Linked DNA regions of Pan troglodytes: region 2 is linked to region 1. The links are chromatin contacts, called in public HiChIP or PLAC-seq maps. All regions are on one chromosome and are shown on one strand. Each heading gives the region's core, a stretch centred on a gene start, on an enhancer-like site or on the middle of the called end of the contact. The rest is flanking DNA. Distances are from core to core; before and after follow the strand shown. Region 1 holds the start of NICOL1 (NELL2 interacting cell ontogeny regulator 1). Region 2 holds the start of HAUS3 (HAUS augmin like complex subunit 3).

Region 1 (5,497 bases), core at 1,227-3,726:
CCCATCCAGAGCTCCCCGGTGACCAGGGGCCAGGCTCAGGGCTGCAGGTGGGAGCTGGCAGGGGAGCTGATGCTGTGTGGGGTGGCCCTGCCCTCTCTCCCCGGGACCCTCTGTCTCCCGCAGTCTCAGGCAGCTGGTCCACCAGTTCAGTGGTGTAGGAGCCTGGAGGGGCTCAGCCCTGGGGCAGCTGCTCTGGGGGCTCAGGGGGGTCAGGCCGATTTCTACACTTCCCCAGCCTCAAAACAAGGGCAGGCAGGCAGGGGAGCAGGTCCGAGGAAGCACAGGTCACTGAGGTCGGACGTGTGTGTCCACCTCTCTGCACGGGCACTGGTATGGGACAGCAGCCAAGAGGGCTCGCCCAACTGGAACAGCTGGGGAAACCCAAGCCCAGAGAGGGGCCCAACCCAGGACTGCCGGGGACAACACAGGGGCTCTGGTGGCCAGAACAGAGAGACAGGACACAGGCATGCCACTGGGCATTTATTGACCTGGAGCAGCGTGGTCCTCAGTGCCCCGCTGGCCAGCAGGCACACAGGGCACGGCGCTCTGCCTGCAGCAGTAGGGTCTCCGTCTGCAAAGCAACAAGAGGCGTGAGGGTGCAGCCCAGCTGCCCACTGGCATTCCCCTGGGCCTCCACCCACCCAAGGCAGCCCTATCTCCACCGGCTCCTGAGATAGACAAGGTCAGGCCCTGGCTCTAACCCCCACACCCAGAGCCTCCCACTCATCTCTTCCCTCTGCAGTGGCTCCCACTGGTGGGGCCTGCCTGGGGTCTGCTGGTGCCCACGCCATGCCAGCGTGCCCACCTGCCTTCTTCCAGCTCCCACACCACCCGCAGGGGTCCACTGTCCCCCACTCCCTCCCACCCTCATGCCTAAGGATAGGTGGGGGCTGCTCCTCCCAAGAGCTCAGCTCCAGGCTCTGTGAGTGGGGAGAGGACTCTAGGTCTTAGTCCGAGCCCTTTGGAGTGTTCCCAAGAAGGACACTAGGGCTGGTGGGGGGTGGGACCAGGCAGGGTCTTCCCTGCTTTCTCCTTCCTAGAATTCTCCCTTTCCAGGAAGAAGCTTGAGCCCCGGCACAAACAAAAACTCCTTGGCTGCACCCCATGGCGTGGGGGCTCCCTGTTCATCCAGGCTTGGAGGGGCCTTAACCAACCTGTGCATCCACCCAGGATCCAGACCACCCTGCCCAGCCTGACCCCCCATTCCTGACACTTTCGCCACATCCTCTGGCCTCAGTTTCTCCTCTGCCCCGGGGCCTTGCCGCCCACCTAGGGGATCCTGGATTGGGCTGACAGTCCTTCCCCAGGGTCCAGATCTGTCACAGCCCTCAGGAGTGGCGGTCATAGGACAAAGTGCCCAGTGAGGGCCTTATAGGGGAGGGGCTAGAAATAGAGCATGCTGGAGAGAGGGGCGTCTCATAGGTGAGACAAGTGCCCAGAATGCCCCTTGGATGACTGGAGCCAGAGGAAGGGGGCAAGGTCCGGCGTCTTAAATCAGGGGTGAAGGATGAGGGACACTCCACTCCCCCAGGGGGCCTCTTCCTCATCCTCCCTGCCCTCCCCACCCCCTGGGAAGCCCGGGAGGACCGTCGCGCCGCGGGCGCTCACCCGCGCGTCCAGGCTGCAGGCTGTCTTCCGCAGGTCCTGCAGGGCGCGCTGCATGAACTCGAAGGCGTGGCAGTCCACGCATGGGCGGCCTGCGGGGGGCGCGGGTCAGGGTGGAGGGGGCGCAGGGGGGGGTCACCCGCAAGGCCCCCACGCACCCTAGGCCCGTCCACCCAGTGCCAAAGAGCGCACGTCCCCACTCCCCAAGCCACCATCTCCCGCGAAGGGGAGGACCCGCTCCCGGGAACAAAGGCAAGGCGCGGTCCTCCCCGCAGAGCCCCGGCCCCGCACGCCCCTGTCGCCAGCCCCGCCCCGCTCCCCGGAACCCGGCCCCCGGCACCTACTCTGCGCGGGGACGGCACTCCCGGCGGGCTCGGCGCGGGCCCGGGCGCCCAGCAGCGCCAGACTCAGCAGTAGCAGCAGCAGCGGCGGCGTAGGTGACATCGGAGACCGGCACGCGGGCGGGGGGGCCATGGCCAGCGGAGGGAGCGGGGCCGCCCTGAAGCCAGCGAGGGGTCAGCGGCGCCCGCCCCGCCCGCCCCGGGCCGGTGAGCCCCCGTCCCCTCCCGCGGGCCCCACTACCCTTGTCCAAGCCCCAGGCCTGGGAGCCCTGGACCCACCCACCCCGGGTCCGGGAGCCCCCGCCCCACCTCCGGCTCCCCGACTCCAGTCCGCCCGTCTCCGGGCCCAGCGAGCCTCTAGTCCGCGCCCCGTACCTAGAAAACGCCCATTCGGACGCCCGCACCCCCGCCCTTACCGCGGTTCAGGGACCCCGGGACCAGCAGCGCGGGTACACCGGCAGACGTTCCGCGTCCGGCGCGCAACGCGCATGCGCTCCGACCCGACCCCGCCCGGGTTCCCCATCCGACGTCGTCGTCATGGAAACCCGAGACTGCGCTGGCCGCGGGTTTAGAGGCACCTAGGACGCTCCAGGAATCGGGTGTCCCTGGCCCTGGCCGGGGGCTGCCCCCGGGAGCAGCGTCCAGGCCCATGTCGGATGCAGTCTAAAGGACTGCGTGGAGGAGGCGGCGCCGGGGCGAGACCTCCAGAGCGCACGGCCGGCGGGAGAAAAGCTGAGGAAGTGGGAAATCTGTGGCTGGAGCTCAGCAGGTCAGGAGCGATCCTGAGGGAGCTGCTCGATGCTCGCGAGGCGCGGGGAGCTGCGCATGCAAACGCTTGGCCTCCGACCGCGGGCGAGTGGGGTCCAGAGTGGGGTCCAGTGTGGGGTCGCACCGCCCGGAGAGAGCTGGCCTGGGGGATCGGCTCGGGGGATCCGCCCTCGCCCGGCTTTTCCCTGGCCCAGCCTCTCCCCGATCCTCGGGCGTCTGGGTGGGCACCAGCCTGCTCGGTCCCTCCCGGCTACCCACCCCCAACCCAGGGTCCTCCTCTCCGCCTCTCGGTGTCCTCGGAGCCCGGAGAACCGCTTGCGGGGAGCCCCGACCACAGGTCCTCGGCCTCTCTGTGCCGATTTCAGCCCCGTGAACTCAGGGCTGTTGGCCTTAAAGAGCGCCTTGCAGCCAGTGGCCCCCGGGGGCGCCCGGCAAGTGCGAATCTGGGCCCCGGACGCCCTGGGAGGGATGGTCCCAGCCGTCGGAGCCAGGCCTCCACGCCGACACCGACACAGGCCGTGGCCTCCTCAGAAGGCGCCGCAGGCGCACGTGGGTGCTGGCGCCCCCGCCCCCCCACCACCCACCCAGCAGCCCGCGCTGTGGCCGGGAGCTCAGGGACTAACGACACCTCCCGCCAGACCCTCTTCTTGGTGGGCGGAGCCGCACCCCTACCTGGAGGCCGCCCCGCTCGCAGTGCAGGACCCGGAGCCTCGGGCGCCCCCCTCCCCAGCCTAGCCGACCTCTACCCCCAACCCCCGGGCTTCTGGCCGGTGGTCTTCCCGGCACAAGCTGGGACTGCGGACGCACCTGCTTCTCGCGTGGTCAGAGCCGCCCCTGCCGCGGCCGGACGCAGGTGTCCTGACCCTAAGAGTGGGTGGGAGGGTGGGTTGGGGAAGCGTGCCCGTGACTGCCGCTGCCTCCTCCGGGTTGGGCCGACGCCGGGCTTCGGGGACCCGGTCGCACCTCGGGGGTGTGCTGCATCCTCAGCGCGCTGAAACGCAGGCGGGGCCCGAGGGGCCGGGTGGGGGCTGCGGGCCGGTGTCCCAGGCGCCTGGGGAGGCAGCGGCCCTCCCGAGTGTCGGGCTAGTGCGCACTTCCGCGCTCTTCTCCACTCGGAGCCAAGAGCTCGGGAGCAGGCCGTCGCGGTCCCCCAGTGGGGCGGGAGCCGTAGAGGGGTAGCCCCGCGCGGTTGCCGGGGCCGCGGAGCCCTGGGGGGGACGTGCCTCCGGGGACGCGCCGGGCCGCAGGCGTCCTTCTCCCCTTCGGTCCCACGCTGCGCCCGCTCGCGACCTGCTCCTATCACCCCTGCCCCTAGCGCCCACGGAAAGTCGCGTCCATGAGGGGAAGGGAAACGCCTCCCCAGAAGCGAGGTGGGCTGGGCCTCGGTACCGTTGGGTCGCCAGGAGTCTCGGGCTTGCTGCGCCCCCAGGGTCTGGATGGCCCCTGGCTGCCTTCGGCCTCACCGCACCCCTTCCACGTACACCCCTCCTCCCAGCCGCCTCCTCCCAAGGCACAGTCCCCATCCTAGGGTTCTCTCCAGCAAACAGGCTGAGATTCCCTCACACCCAAACAAAACAAACCTGGCGCCCCGCTCCCGGCGGCCCGCACCTCTCCAGCCGTCCAGTGCCTACCCCTTTCCGTCTGGAGCCCGTTCCTGTTGGGTCAGGGTCCCCTCCCTCTCATTTTTGCCTGCTCCTCCCGGTTGTTGCTAGGCGATATCTGTACCCCACCTTTCCATGTCCCCTTCCCTAAGCCCACAACAGTCCTTCCAGAAATCCTGTCAGCTCCATCCCCGGAGCCCTGGGAATTCTTCTCTCCACCCCACGCCTTTCTGCCCCTGGTCCCAGCCCCTCACCTGGGCTTGGAGAATCGCCTCATCACTGTCTCCCTGTCTCCAGCTCCCTGTGGTCCAGTCTCCACACGGCAGTCAGAGGGAACTCTATTTTAAAATGCTGGTAAAATGTCCTCATTTAAGCAATAACTCCTCATCGTCCCTCCGCTTCCCGCAGCCTCTACTTTCTCTCTCTATGAATGTGGCCACTCTGGGGCCTCACTTAAGTGGGATCTCACAGTGTTTGTCCTTTTGTGGCTCAACTGGCCTATTTCACTTAGCTTAGTGTCCTCTCCTTGTTCTTTTTTTGTTTTGTTTTGTTTTGTTTTCGGAGAGACAGGGTGCCTTGGCCCCCCACATAGCTGGGACTATAGGTACGTGCCACCATGTCTGGCTAAGTTTTAGATTTTTTTTTTTTAGAAACAAGGTCTCTCTGTGTTGCCCAGGCTGGTCTCGAACTCCTGGGCTCGAGCAATCCTCCTGCCTCTGTGGGCAGCACAGGCACCACTGGGCTGTGTATGAGCCTCCTGGCAGCTATGAGTGGCAGAGGGGCCTTTGGGATCTCATCAGACGCTGCCGCCACGCACGAGGAGTCACAGCTCCCGTCTCACCTCCAATGGAAGTGCAAGTCCTGACGCAGCTGAGGCCCTCAAGGTCCCCTGTCCCCCTCCCAGCTTCTCCTACCCATTCCCCTGCCCACTCCTGCCAGCTGCTGGGCCTGCTGCTGGGCCACAAGCCTCCCTCAGCTGAGACCTGCCCGGTTCAGCAGATAGCCAGGGCTTCTCCCCACCTCCCGGCTCCCTCGTGTCTTCCACCCACCCTGAGTCCTCCAGCTGCCAAAGATGTCAAAAGATTCAAAACACTTGATCAAAACAGGATCACAAGTCACTGTGAAATAACAGTCATTTATTTAACCGGAGTGATAGTCAAAGACTTCAAAAGCAATACAGAA
Region 2 (5,644 bases), core at 839-3,338, 200 kb before region 1:
GTTCCTCTCATTTTCAAACAAAACAAAATTAAAAATCCTCCCCTCAGCCCTGCATTCCCACCCCCTCAGCTTGTGTTGTTTTGCATGCTCTCTCTCTGTCTTTCTCCTCTGTCTCTCTCTCTGTGTCTCTGTCTCTCTGTGTCTCTCTGTCTCTGTCTCTATCTCTCTGTGTCTCTGTCTCTGTCTCTGTGTGTCTCTGTCTCTGTCTCTGTGTCTCTCTGTCTCTGTCTCTCTGTCTCTGTCTCTCTGTCTCTGTCTCTGTCTCTCTGTCTCTGTGTCTCTCTGTCTCTGTCTCTCTGTCTCTGTCTCTCTGTATCTCTCTCTCTCTGTCACACTCCTCCCACCCAGTCTTTGCCTCATCAGCAACATTTCTGGAAGGCATTGCCTGCACAGCTCCCACTTCCTCCTGTCCAAACTGGCTCAACTCTGTCCCCTGATGCACACCCCCGACCTCCAACCCTGGGCTGCAAGGGTCCTCCCACCAGGCCTCCCCCTTCCAGCATCCCTGGTTTCCCTGCCTGCAGATTGGGCACCACTCTTTGAATTTTTTCCCATCATGTTTGTTTTTCAGATCATTTTAGGCCTTATTGACTTTTAAAAGAGGAGGAAAAAAACGTGAAACAAGTGAAGAATGAATAGGAAATATCTTTGACTCGATCAGATTACAATATTTGCCTTAGAACATTCTTATTTCTCTCCTTAAAAATATTAAGAAAAACTATCCAAACGACTTCTACCTAGTCACCCTGGACTAGGACATTGTCTAACAAGCCACCTTTAGGGTCATTTGACGCTGAAGGGAGGGAGTACTATTATATTTACCCATGACCAAAGCCCCTGCTAACCTGTGGAAGACTGAGGAGTGGCAAAGGATTTTTGTTTGGTAGAGATGCAAACGAATTCTGTCCAATAGAGAGGTCTGGTTTCACTGGGCTGTAGGGCATCAGCCAGATTCACATGAAATTTAGCAATCCCGTTTCAGTCATCTTTCACTGACTGCCATCCTCTTTGGAAATGGTGTACCATCCTCCTTGAGTTAAATATATCGATGTATTTAACTCAGGCCACTCCGTTTATTTCTAACATTTTGAAAAGGGAATTGTGGAGGAAGTCAGCTTTTTTTTTTTTTTTTTTTTTTTTTTTTTTTTGAGACGGAGTCTTGGCTCTGTCGCCCAGGCTAGAGTGCAGTGGCGTGATCTCGGCTCACTGCAACCTCCACCTCCTGGGTTCAAACGATTCTCCTGCCTCAGCCTCCCGAGTCGCTGGGATTACAGGCGCCCGCCACCGCGCCCGGCTAATTTTTGTATTTTTTAGTAGAGATGGGGTTTCACCATCTTGGCCAGGCTGGTCTCGAACTCCTGACCTCATGATCCACCCCCCTCGGCCTCCCAAAGTGCTGGGATTACAGGCATGAGCCACCGCGCCCGGCCGGAAGTCAGCTTTTACATAGTGTTCAGGTGAGGGATTAGAAATTAAGTGTTTTTGCAAAATAAAGTTCATTGTAAAAGATTCTAAGCGAACAATCCCTAACCCTTAAAATGTACCAGGCATTGGTCGGGCTGCTGTGAATGTGGGAACTCGTCTCTCTCGGGGGCGAGCGCTATCACCGCCGGGCTCCAGCCTGTCTCCCAACCACCAACCTGCGCTGCTCTTTGTACCCTTCAAAAGTGCCTTCAGAGGGTCTAGATTGAAGTACGGGGCAGGGCAGGCCTGAAGCACAACTGACGGCTCCGTTGAGAGCAGGCCCGCAGCTTCAGCTCCCCAGAGGGCGCCCCACCGCACCCCTCTGCACCCCTCTGCCCCCCATTCCTTGCCCAGGCTCCGCCCCCTGCCCAGGCCCCGCCCCTGTCCAGGCCCTGTCCCCGCCCTTCCCGGCCCAGACCCCGCCTCTCTCTGCCCTGCGCCCCGCCCAGGAGGCAGGATGCCCGCAGCGGCCGGGGGCGGAGCGCCGCCTGCTCAGCTCCACCCCATAGTCCAGCCTCGCCGACTCCGCCTCTTTTGACACTACGCCTGCGCAAACAGTCATTTCCCCCCCCCCCCCCGACCACGCCGTCGCCTTGTGCGCTTGCGCGCGTCCAGGCGCTCCCGTGAGGCAGTGCGAGGCGCGCGGGGCACGGAGGGCGGTGGCGGTGGCGGCGGGCTCCTGTGAGAAGCGAGCGGAGCTTCCTGAGGTGACTGACGCGGGCCTCGGTTCTGGGCGCAGGGGTGTGGGGCTGGAGGAGTGGCCGCGATCCCCGTCTGCACCCAGGTGCCTCTTTTTTTTCCTGCGCTCCTGGGGGCTCCTTCCAGGTGCTCCAGCAGCTGCCCGGGGATCACGGCCCGGTCCGCTGGGCGAGGAGCTGGGGCGGGGTCTGTGCGGGGCCTGTCACCCCCGTCTTCTGCAGCTCGGTGTCGACGGCGATTCGGTGGGCTTGTGCGTTTGTTTTGTCAGCGTGCTTAGGTGTCACAGCGGGGTGACCCACCGAAGGAAGGTTTTGCCGCTGGCGCGTCAGGTGTATCGCGGCCTTGGGGCCGCGGATCCCTGGGGCCTGCCGCTGCCTCTGGGGTTCGCGCGGCCCTGGCGTCGGGGCTGCCTCAGCGCTGGCTGAAGGCCGGCCCGAAGCACCCTTAATTGTGGCCGCGCGCTTCCCTGCTGCTCCTGCTGTTCTCCGCGTCGCGGTGGCGGACTCTGGAGGTGGAGCCTTGCCCGACGAGTCGTTGAGGTAAATATTTAGTTGATCTTCAGAAGATGTGCCATGCTTATTTGCGTTTCCTTACGTACGGAGGGCAGGGAAGAGAGGCTGCCTAGCCTCCTGGTGGCTTGGGTTTGTTTGGATCCATTTATTTTGAATTAAAAACAAATGTTGCTCTATAAAGTGTAATGCATTTTAAACCATTTTATCTTTGGAAAAAAAGATAAAATGGATCCAAATAGATCCACTTTCTTGTTAATTAATTTTCGTTACTGTTGCGGTTTTCTGAGAACTAGCCTAATTGTTTCTGTTTCTCTTTATCATCATCAAACATTGCAGCTACGGCTGCCTGTCAGTCATCCCGCTCTCGGATATCACGTGATATTTGTCTGTGTCTTCTTTTTAAAAACACTGTCGTCATATTTGTGGTCTAATACTTGTTTTCTTCCCCCCTAGGAGGAATCATTATATATTCTAAAAATATATTTTCCCTTCTCTGTGGACTTGGTATAAAACGTAGCTTTTTTTCTGCTTGGATTTATTTTCTAAAAATCAACACCGTAAACCCATATCACGTACAACAAAATTGGGGTAGTTAAACCATGAGTTGTGGAAATGAGTTTGTGGAAACATTAAAAAAAATTGGTTATCCCAAAGCTGATAATCTTAATGGAGAAGACTTTGACTGGTTGTTTGAGGGCGTTGAAGATGAATCGTTTCTGAAGTGGTTTTGTGGGAATGTGAATGAACAGAACGTGTTGTCTGAAAGAGAATTGGAAGCTTTTAGCATTCTTCAGAAATCAGGCAAGCCTATTCTAGAAGGGGCGGCATTGGATGAAGCTCTTAAAACGTGTAAAACTTCTGATTTGAAGACACCTAGACTGGATGATAAAGAGCTGGAGAAATTAGGGGATGAGGTTCAAACTCTACTGAAATTAAAGAACCTAAAAATTCAGCGACGTAATAAATGTCAATTGATGGCTTCAGTAACTAGCCACAAATCTCTGAGGTTAAATGCTAAAGAAGAAGAAGCCACTAAAAAGCTGAAGCAGAGTCAAGGAATTCTAAATGCAGTGATCACTAAGATCAGTAATGAACTTCAGGCTCTTACTGATGAAGTTACACAATTGATGATGTTCTTCAGACATTCTAATTTAGGTCAAGGGACAAATCCACTGGTATTTTTATCGCAATTTTCCTTGGAAAAATACCTAAGTCAGGAAGAGCAAAGCACAGCAGCATTAACTTTGTATACCAAAAAACAGTTCTTTCAGGGTATACATGAAGTAGTTGAAAGTTCAAATGAAGACAATTTTCAACTTTTAGATATACAGACACCATCTATTTGTGATAATCAAGAAATCCTTGAAGAGAGACGACTAGAGATGGCTAGACTGCAGCTCGCATACATTTGTGCTCAACATCAGTTAATTCACTTAAAAGCAAGTAATTCGAGCATGAAGTCAAGTATAAAATGGGCAGAGGAGAGTCTTCACAGCCTAACCAGCAAGGTAAGCATAAGAAATGAGATTGGATTCACATTGTAATTATTGTTAGGAATAGAGAATATAATATTGCTGTTAAAGTACTTTAGAATGGTGCATCTAAGAAGAGATTACATTTTATTTTCTTTGTTCAGTGCTTATTTGTGATCTGTGTCAATGTTTCATACAAATAGATCCATACGTTAATGGAGGGCAGCAATAGTAATTATAATCTCTACCACATTATCTAGTTTATTTTAAACAAAAGTGCTTTAATTTGCATTCTGAATTTTAAATTTGTGTAATGCAGATACAGACTGGACTGAGATTTTCTTTTTAAGATGTGGCTAGAAACTAATTGCTTTATTATGGGTATTCTGCCTCGTTTGCTCCAACCAGAGCATAGTGCTAATGAAGTCAGAGGTCCAGGTTCAGTAGACTGAAACTGATTTCTTTTTGAGAATATATGGATAGATGTATTGCAGATGTCTGTCTGCACTCTTGGAGAGCTTGTTTTCTTGGTAATATAACTGCTAGATACTTGAGTAAAAATGTAACTTTTCTGAATCAGAATATCAGCACCAAGTTAGTTTCTATAGCTGACAAAAAATTTGAATGATATAGGAAATCCAATAATTACGTAGAAGTGCTAAAATCAACTGGCCAATTAGGACCTATTGAAGTAATTTTAACTTAAGAAAAACTAGTAACATATACTTGGATTCAGTGAATAGTGTCCTATTAATAATGATTCTGATTAAAAGAAGTATAATAAGATCTCTATTTTGGTAGCCGTTACTATATATATGGTAGTAATTGCAGTAAAATTTAGTAGTTCATACCCTTGACTTAGTCCACATTTTTCCCTTTTAAACTGTAATTTTTGTTTATATGAATATTAAATTAGTTTTCATTCATTGAGCTTATTATCTGGTCACCTAAAGTGGAAAGTGAAAATAATCTTAAGATGATTTCAAATTTAGGCATACAGTTTGAAATGTAATTGCTTTTCTTTGTATAGGCTGTGGACAAAGAAAATTTGGATGCTAAAATTTCTAGCTTGACCAGTGAGATTATGAAACTTGAAAAAGAGGTCACTCAAATAAAAGACAGAAGTTTACCTGCTGTGGTAAGAGAGAATGCCCAGTTATTGAATATGCCAGTGGTAAAGGGAGATTTTGATCTGCAGATTGCTAAACAAGATTATTATACAGCAAGACAAGAGTTAGTTTTAAATCAATTAATAAAACAAAAGGCATCATTTGAACTTCTACAGTTATCATATGAAATTGAATTAAGAAAGCATCGGGACATATATCGTCAACTTGAAAATTTGGTTCAAGAACTTAGTCAAAGTAACATGATGCTCTACAAGCAATTAGAAATGTTAACAGATCCATCAGTTTCTCAGCAGATAAATCCAAGGAATACCATTGATACTAAGGATTATTCGACTCATAGGTACGTATGCTTCATTGTTTCTTTAGT

Evidence for each region. HiChIP or PLAC-seq counts read pairs in DNA pulled down with a chosen protein or histone mark.
Region 2: an H3K4me3 HiChIP or PLAC-seq map of stem cell-derived excitatory neurons shows a contact between it and region 1, with 6 times the contacts expected there. The contact joins the promoter of HAUS3 here to the promoter of NICOL1 in region 1. A contact is called at or near these places in 1 of 7 Hi-C or Micro-C datasets (stem cell-derived neural progenitor cells) and 1 of 1 datasets of contacts at active chromatin or transcription factors (stem cell-derived excitatory neurons).

The regions. Positions count from the first base shown.
Region 1 is chr3:2,424,589-2,430,085 of NHGRI_mPanTro3-v2.0_pri, reverse strand. NICOL1 (NELL2 interacting cell ontogeny regulator 1) reads right to left here and starts at 2,476. Exons shown (of 4, transcript XM_016951147.3): 1 at 2,363-2,476; 2 at 1,950-2,104; 3 at 1,609-1,697; 4 at 468-571. The coding sequence starts at 2,469. The coding sequence ends at 506.
Region 2 is chr3:2,625,061-2,630,704 of NHGRI_mPanTro3-v2.0_pri, reverse strand. HAUS3 (HAUS augmin like complex subunit 3) reads left to right here and starts at 2,088. Exons shown (of 5, transcript XM_009447241.5): 1 at 2,088-2,171; 2 at 3,129-4,183; 3 at 5,178-5,617. The coding sequence starts at 3,275. POLN (DNA polymerase nu) reads left to right here and starts at 2,095. Exons shown (of 26, transcript XM_063808588.1): 1 at 2,095-2,171; 2 at 2,432-2,702.